2 separate regions of the Muntiacus reevesi genome follow, and region 2 is linked to region 1. A link is a contact called in public Hi-C data. All regions are on one chromosome and are shown on one strand. The core of a region is the stretch at or near the end of the contact, and the rest is flanking DNA. Distances in the headings are between cores, read along the strand shown. Region 1 holds the start of ZSCAN20 (zinc finger and SCAN domain containing 20). Region 2 holds the start of GIGYF2 (GRB10 interacting GYF protein 2).

The links. A called contact is a pair of places that touch in the nucleus more often than the background predicts.
Region 2: a contact with region 1 is called in a Hi-C map of muscle, with 4 times the contacts expected there. The contact joins the promoter of GIGYF2 here to the promoter of ZSCAN20 in region 1. A contact is called at or near these places in 2 of 3 Hi-C or Micro-C datasets (blood and muscle).

The regions. Positions count from the first base shown.
Region 1 is chr1:170,743,900-170,748,032 of mMunRee1.1, forward strand. It overlaps ZSCAN20 (zinc finger and SCAN domain containing 20), which reads right to left and starts at 2,329. Exons shown (of 10, transcript XR_010660508.1): 1 at 2,299-2,329.
Region 2 is chr1:170,916,420-170,920,552 of mMunRee1.1, forward strand. It overlaps GIGYF2 (GRB10 interacting GYF protein 2), which reads left to right and starts at 2,120. Exons shown (of 29, transcript XM_065916857.1): 1 at 2,120-2,209.

The sequences.
Region 1 (4,133 bases), core at 1,079-3,578:
ACCAGCTGCGTGACTCTGGGCAGGTCACATGGCCTTAGCAGCCGCCTATCCAGACTACAGTAGCCAGACCCTACTCATCGGGTGCCCCAGGCTCCCCAACTAGTAAGACGGTGCATAGCAAAGGACAGGAAGACTAGAACCAGTGGCTGCATATGTGAATGGCATGGGGTTAGGCAATGTAAGTGAGTACATGGATGGAGTAGCGACTGCAGCCAACTATAGAGCACCAGGACACAACTGACCCAGTATTCACAGGCCTTCCAGCTTTTCTCAGAGGAGCCAGAACTCTGGATTCCAAAATGTTGGCAACCAACTCAAAACTGTTTCAAACACTGTGAGGACTAACTAGAGCGTGATGGTAGGCTGCATTCAGCATGGGCTGTTACCCTGCCACCTTTCAGCTAAATGATCTCAAAGGTCTCTTCCAATAGCCAGGAAGATTTAGAAAGGGCACAGAGTCCCTCAGCAATGAAGGACGTGTCATCAGAGCCAGGCTCCCTTTATAAACAAACCCAGAGAAGCAGGGAGGCATCCCGACTCCCTGAGTGTGCATGCAGACATGGGGAGTGGCGTCGTCCCAGTGAATGACAGGCTGCAAGAGAAGATGTGCCCCAGTCTCCTGGGAAAGGCCAAGACTAGTCTGTGACCTCCAAAGAGAAAGAAACTGGGAGTTCCCAAAGGCTATCAAGTTCACTTGGCTGACTGTCCAGGCTACTGCTTAGAGCAGCCCAAGCCTACACTTAAGGACTTAAACCAGGGACAGCAAACAGGTTTCATTTAAAGCACCAACTACAGTCAACTGTGCTAAGGACTCTGCATCCCATGATCCCATGTGAACATGTACTGTGATCAATAAGTTGCGACCGCCAGACACAGGAGGGGGCGAAGGAGCACACATTATGGGCATTTGCCACGTCTGGTTTAAAGTCCTGTTGGCACTGAACCAGCTGACAGCAAAGACAACCCTGACAGGATACTAAAGCTCACAGCCCTAGAAATCCACTAGAAGTAGCAGTCTTCAAGCCTGGTACAGCAATGCTCACCCTGGACAGTCTTTATTCACATATTCATCAAGCATTTACTGATTTACTTGATTTTAATATATTAAGTACTTACTACTCTGGGCTGGGCAATGGGGAAATGGAGGTGATGCAGAAAGTGTTCCTGTCCTGAAGATACTCACAGTATAGTGGAAGCAACAACAACAATAGAAAAATCACAGACAATTATGATCAAATGTGGTAAATGCAATAAAAGAGGTCTGTGGGAGCTGGGGTGTGGGGGTGACTTAAATGAAGAAAGTAACCTTTGATTTGGTTCTAGAAAAAAGAAAAAAAGACTGAGTCTCTGAGCAGAGATTGGGGGGAACGTGTATTCTGAGCAGAGAGAACAGCATGTATAATGGTGGAAAATCAAACAGCCTCCCCAAGATATGGCGATAACCTTGCCAGCACAAAGACTAGGATGGAAAAGGAGTTCATGAAGGGTCTTGAATGTCAGGCTAAATTATCTGGACTTAATTCCATAGGTGATGGGAGTTAATGAAGGTTTTTAAGTAGAAGGCCTAATCTGATCTGTGGGTTCAACAGATCACAGCAGCCACAACATGTCTGTCCAACCTGTGAAGGTGACAAAGTGTAGGTTTCAACAAAATCCCTGATAAGGAAATACTCAACATACATTAACGAAATTAAAAGATCTGAAGATCCCTGGATGTGGAAGAATGCAAGGGGAATCAGAGGGCACCTGGGTAAAGAGGATGTTGGTACATTTACTTCCATCAGGCAGAAGGAAAGAAGTGCAGGTTGAGCGCAGAACACAAGAGCCCACCCTCTGGGTTCCAGAGGTCATGACCATTAGAGAAAGTGTATGCGGGTATCAAATGTTTGTTTTAGATGAGCAGGTAGAGGCTCGAACACTCTCTTTAAGGTCAGGCTTCAAGCTCAGGCCCTTTTCCCTCACTTCTTGCCACGGCCCCAGAACCCTCTCTTCTTCCCTATGAGGTCTCTAGACCCTTCCACCTTCAGAACCTCTTCCGATCCTCCTCAACTACAGAGCTTTCTAAGAATCTCATCACTGCAAGGGCCTTCTACCTACCTCCTCATCCCCGACCCCTCTATGACCCTTTCCATCTCCGGACGCTTCATCCTCTGACCGTCCCTCACTCCCCAGCCCACATAAAAGCTTCTTTCTCCCGTCTCACCTTCCCCGACCCCCTATGATAACCACCACGTCCTAAGTCTCCTCCAGCCCAGAGCCTTGAGTCTCAGCTGCCCTCGCCCAGCCACCCGGACTCACCCACCGAGACACCCACTTCACAACAGGGCGGAAGTGCTCCAGGACTCGCGCAGGGAATGCTGGGACGCGGAGTCCGAACCGCGCCACCCCGTGAATGGCGCGTCTGTGACTACAACTCCCAGAAGGAACCGCGTGAGCGCAAGCGTGTGGCCCCGCCCCCTCCTCGTTTGCGGTCTTGCAGGTGTTGTCAGCCAATAGATGCACCATCTCCTCCGTGTCCCCGGCACCAGAACAAATCGAAAGAAATTATTACGCATGGGGGCGGGGCCTGCTGTGATCCCGGTCCTTTCCACAGGCTCTGGAATAACGGCACCGCCCAGGGGGCGGGCATTCAAGTCGAAGGGGCGGAGTCTCTTGAAGCGCGGAGCAAGATTCGGAGGCCGGGGGTAGATCAAAGCAGAAACAATAAGAAATAAGGAGAGAGGGTGACTAGAGGTGACGCACCTGGAGGGCGGGAGAGAGTTGGACAATAGTAGGTTCAATTTCCAGTTCACAGTTAAGCTGCGTAACTTTGGATCAATGGTGAATCTCGCTTTCTTCACCTGTGAAGTGAAGATAATAATCGCATCCGTGTCGCTGGGTTTTTGTGAGACTTACTGGAATAATACACATAAAACGATTAACTCAGAACCGGGGTCTTAATAATACACAGGGAATATTAGCTATTATCATGTAAATAGTAGGGAGCTTGGCACTTCCTGCGTGCTGGAAGAATGTTAATCGTTATTAGAGTATTAATCACCAGAATAATTTTAATATAAATGCAGTTGCTTTGTTCCGTTATGAATACTTTGGAGTAAGAGCAATCTAACATGGGTTTGAGAATGTGAGTTTTGTAGTCAGACAAGGATCCAAATTCCAGCCCAGTGACTTCACAGCTATGTGGCCTTGAACAAATGACTGCGTCTCTTTTGGCTTAAGTTTTTTGGTAGGTAAAATGCAAGTGATAGAACTTACATTGCAGGGTATTGTGAAGATATATGAGATAATGCAGGGAAAGCAAGGTTTCTGAAGTCAAACTGCTTGTGTCTGACATTTCGTACTTTCATATGCAGGATGTAGTTGGTTTCACTAATTGTGAAACCTGGGGCAAATTACTTAACCTCTTTATGCCTCAGTTTTCTTAGCTATAAAATTGGAATTACAATAATGTCATCTACCTGCTAGGAATAAATGGGGAAAATATGTAAAGGGCCTGTCACATCTGGCAAAGGAGTTTAATAATAACTGCATGCGTGCTACCTGACTTCAGTCGTACCTGTTTCTTTGAGACCCCATGTACTGTAGCCCACCAGGCTCCTCTGTCCATGGAATTCTCCAGGCAAGAATACTGGAGTGGGTTGCCATGCTGTCTTCCAGGGGATCTTCCTGAACCAGGGACTGAACCCACATCTCTTACATCTCCTGCATTGGCAGACAAGTTCTTTACTACTAGCGCTGAGGTAGGAGATAGACAATCTCCAGGTTGGACATTTACGATTAGCCAGCCTACTCTTTGCATTTCCAGAGGTAAGAAATAGGCGGGATCCAGTTGAGAAATTTACAAGCAGCCCCCCATTTGCTCTTGGAAATGGAAGCAACAGCAGAAACAGGATGAAGAGCCAGTCTATCCCTTGTTAACACCTCAAGGGAATAATCATGGCAAGGAGGAAGAGAGGCAAAGACCCTTCCGAGTAAAAGATAAGGGAGACACTACACAAGTGCAGAAAAGATCCTTGGAGTCAGAAGTCAGAGGACTTTTCCAGGACTCATTCCAAGCCACAATGAGCCTTGCTCCTGCCAGAAGCCTTCACTTCGAGATCCATCTTGGCTGATGGGTGCATCAGCTGTAGAAA
Region 2 (4,133 bases), core at 870-3,369, 170 kb after region 1:
TTTTACTGTATGTAAATTATACCTTAAATATATATATATATAAATGCATACTTAAAATGCTTATTTTTATTGTATATAAATTATACCTTAAATATATACAAATTTTTGTGTATATATATTTTATACATATATAAAATTACGGGCATGGATGGCATAGCCTCAGAGATGTGGCACGACAAGCCACATCAGTAACACATGATTTAGGCTTTCAAAGATGAGCAGGAGTTCTGCCTGTTGGCAAAAAGTGGGTTAAGTATTGGGAATGGCATCATAACAAGAGGGAACAACATGTGCAAAGGCTAAAACAGACTGGCATATTTGAGGACCTTCATACATGGTCATATTTGGAGCATTAAACTCAGGGGATAGAGGAAAGAAAGGGGGACAATGTGGATGGTAGAGATTCTAGAGTTCAGCAGATTGGGACTGTGAAGAACCTGTTCAAGATTCTGTCTTTCAACAAATTTCCAAGTGATGCTGATACTGCTTGTTCACTGATCATATTTTGAGCAGTAAGAGCATAAAGGTGAAGAGAGAAAGTATTTCAGGAAGTAGGGAGTGGTCAATGACATTGAAAATGGGGAAGAACCAAGTCAAGTTGTGTGTGTGTGTGTGCTCAGTTGCTTAGTCGTGTCTGACTCTTTGTGTTCCTTTGGACTGTAGCCTGCCAGGCTCCTCTGTTCATGGGATTTATCGGGCAAGAATACTGGACTGGGTTGCCATTTTCTCCTCCAGGGGGGTCTTCCTGACCCAGGGATTGAACCCACAACTCCTGTGTCTGCTGCATTGCAGGCAGATTCTTTACCGGCTGAGCCTTTGAGGAAGCCCTTGAGTTAACATGAGGACTGAAAAAAAAAAAAAAGATAAGGACTGAAAAACTCCAGTTATCAACTTGTAGGCTGAGCAAGCAATGGGTGAACAGTCAGGATTGAAATCACATTAGAATGGTTGATAACTGCTTGCTAGGTACAGAAGTCAGGAAAGTACTTAAAAACACCTCTTCTGTGCTTTTTGACTTTTTAAAAAATGAAAGTATTTATTTAGCTGCACTGGGTCTCAGCTGAGTCGCGTGGGATCTTTAGTTGCAGCATGAAAATTCTTAGTTGCAGCATGCAGGATCTAGTTCCCTGACTAGATTGAATCTTGGCCCCCTACACTGGGAGTGTGGAGTTTTAGCCACTGGACCACCAGGAAAAGTCCCATGTGCTGTTTGGCTTTGAAAGGGAATAAAGAGGTGGAGAGGTTGTTGTAGGGGGAATTGGAAGGTTTTAACATTCAATTGTAAGATGAAAGATACTTGAGTATTTTAAAAGGTAAAAGGAAGGATCCTGTAAATAAGGGAGAGGATGAAGGCACAAGGAAACAATGGGATGACCTGAGAAGGGTAGGGTTGCCTTATGTACCAAAGAAAAATACAGGGTACCCAGTTTAACGTGAATTTCAGAAAAAGCAGTGAATAATTTTTTAGTGTATGTCGTGATGCTGCTTGGGTGGCCTGTATTTTACCTGGCAATCCGCAAGTAAAGAGATATTTAGGCACAAGAGTTATAGCCCGAGACGCACTAGGAGGGACTTGATCTCTAAAGTCCTCCCCAGCTGTCAGATTCCAAGACTCTAGAATGAATTCCCAGTTCTACCAGAACCGTTAAGAAGCAGACAAACTGCTTTGAATTTCAGCGTGTCACGTCCCCGTTTTTCTCTAGGATGGCTAATGAGCAGGGAAAAGGCGGAACGAAAACCTGTGGAAAAGTTCTGGTGTGGAAAATCAGCTCCTAAACGATGAAGAGCTTTCTGAACTGCTAATGGGCTCTGGACTGGGCGCACACGACGGTGAGTCACATGGCGACTGGCCCAGATCCAACTATGGATACCAACTCCACTCAACTCAAGGGCAAGCGGGGAGAGCTCTTGCCCAGGGACTCGCAGGCGCCTGCGCTCTGCCGCGGCCCCGCCCTCCTCCCGCCTGACATCCGGGGCTCGGGCAGGGGCGTGTCCGGGGAAGACGGGAGGGAGGCGGCGGAAAGGAAGGACGTCGTGGGAGGCTGGAGGAGCGGGGAGGGAGGAGAGGAGGGGCGGGGCGGGGGCGGAGCGGGGGCGGGGCGCAGCCAGCGCGCTGTCACGTGACGTGCGTGGCGACGTGTCGGCCATCTTGTGTTGTTGAGGCTGAGGACTGACGGGTTCCGAGAGTCTCCCCTGTCCCGGACCGCAGGTAACCAGCGACTCGGTCTCACTCCCTTTGCCCGGCTCCGCTCCGCGGCCCGGGCTCCGCCGGCCTGCCTGGCTCTCCTGGGCCTGCCGCCCGCTCTGGCGTCCCCTCCGCTCCGGCCCGACCCTGCCCAGCCGCATGGACACCCCCAGGCCGCCCGGCAGCCGCCTCGGCCGGCTGGGGCGTCAGGCGAGCGGACAGGTCAGGTGCGGGGCGGGAGGGAGCCGCCTCCCCGGCCGGGGGCACGCCGGACCCTGGCGCGTCTCTGCCGTCGAGCTGGGGAGCCCGCCCCTCCCGGGCCCGTTGGCATCGCAGGGGGAGCCGAGGAAGGGAGGAGGGTGATGGGTGGACAGTGTCAGGCCGGCTCGCTCAGGGCCAGAGAGCTCGCCTTTCCGCTACCTGCTCCTCCGGGCCAGCCGCCCGCCCAGCCTCGGGGTGCCCGGGGTAACAGCTGCTGCGGCCAGACAGCTGCTTCTGCCCGCGCTCCTCCCCACACCTGGCCTCGGGGAGATGCGCCCTTGCCTGCCTCACCGAGCATCTGCACTGGGGAGACTCCTTCCGCGGCGAGAGGACCGGGTCTTGAGCAGGCCCGAAGCCAAGGTGGAGCCATGATCCGAACCTGGGACGGAGGTCGGGAAGAGTAGGACAGAACCTATGGCAGCTTTGGGATCCGAGCCTTCACGTCAGGTTGAAATGGTCATTAGCCTTGAGTGACCGCAGTTCCCCACGAAAGCACTCAGAATCAATTCAGTTTTCTGGCTGAAACATAAACCAAGCGACCAGGGAAGAGGGTATAGAGAAGCAGATTGTCTGACCGTGTTCGGGAACCAGTTACGTTGCTTTGCCTTTATCTAGCACTGGGTTTTTGTTTTTTAAAAAATTCTTTCTTTCCCTGAAAGAACACTTAAGCCCATCTATTTTCTCTGTAAGAAAGGTAAGTATTTCAGTTTAACTTGCAAGAGATCGAGAAAGGGGCCGGAACCTGTGACCAGCTTCTTATACAGTGTTGTGTACCTTGGATTATACTTACTCAGTGTTTTATACCTTGGATTACAGGCAGTTTTGGTTACCCGTGTGTATGCATGGAAGATATTTTCCCCTTACATAGTATTTACTTTTTAGAATCTAATGATTTTCTAAATTAGAAAAAATTGTCACCGTTTTTGAACACTTAACTTTTATCCTAGTATTTGCAGCTCTGGCCTGTCAGAGTTTGTTGATTTTGAACACAAATATGTTGCCTCATTCCTTGATGTTTTTATGCATTTAACTAGTTAGTGTAGTGCTCAAAGTGGAACATGTACATTTCTGTCCCAACAAATGTTGACTTCAGTAGAAGACACTAGAAAAAAGTTTAAAAAGTGGGATGTATCTGGAAAAATGTCACACAGTCCTTAATGTCACACAGACATTTAACAATGGGAAGTACACAGGTAATGGTTGTGATTCACTAGAGAAGAAAAGGCTTTGACCCTTTTCTGTCCTTGGCCTTTTCTGTACATTTAGGATTTTGAGACTGAAGAAGGGAGAAGGTACTATGTGCTTCCATTCGTTTCTTCTGTCATTTGTGCGTTAATTTATTTGAAAAATACTGAGATCATACTACACTATTAGGTGCTGGGAGCAAAACAGACCAAAAATTCCTGTTTCTGTGGACCTCATTCCTAGACAGGTAAATACATACTTTTAGGTAAGATATACTGTAGTGATAAGTGATGTGGGAAGAAATGAGACAGGGTAATGGGATAATAGGGATTTGGGGGAGGGGTTCAATTTAGGTGGAGTGCCCTGGGAAGGCCTTGGTGGGTAAAAACTAATATTTGAGGAAAGACTTGACACAGGTAACGGAGCTAATCCCTGTATCTCTCTGAAGGAGGAATGCCCCAGGCTAGGTATCAAGGGCAAAGACCCTGTGGTAGAAACTGAA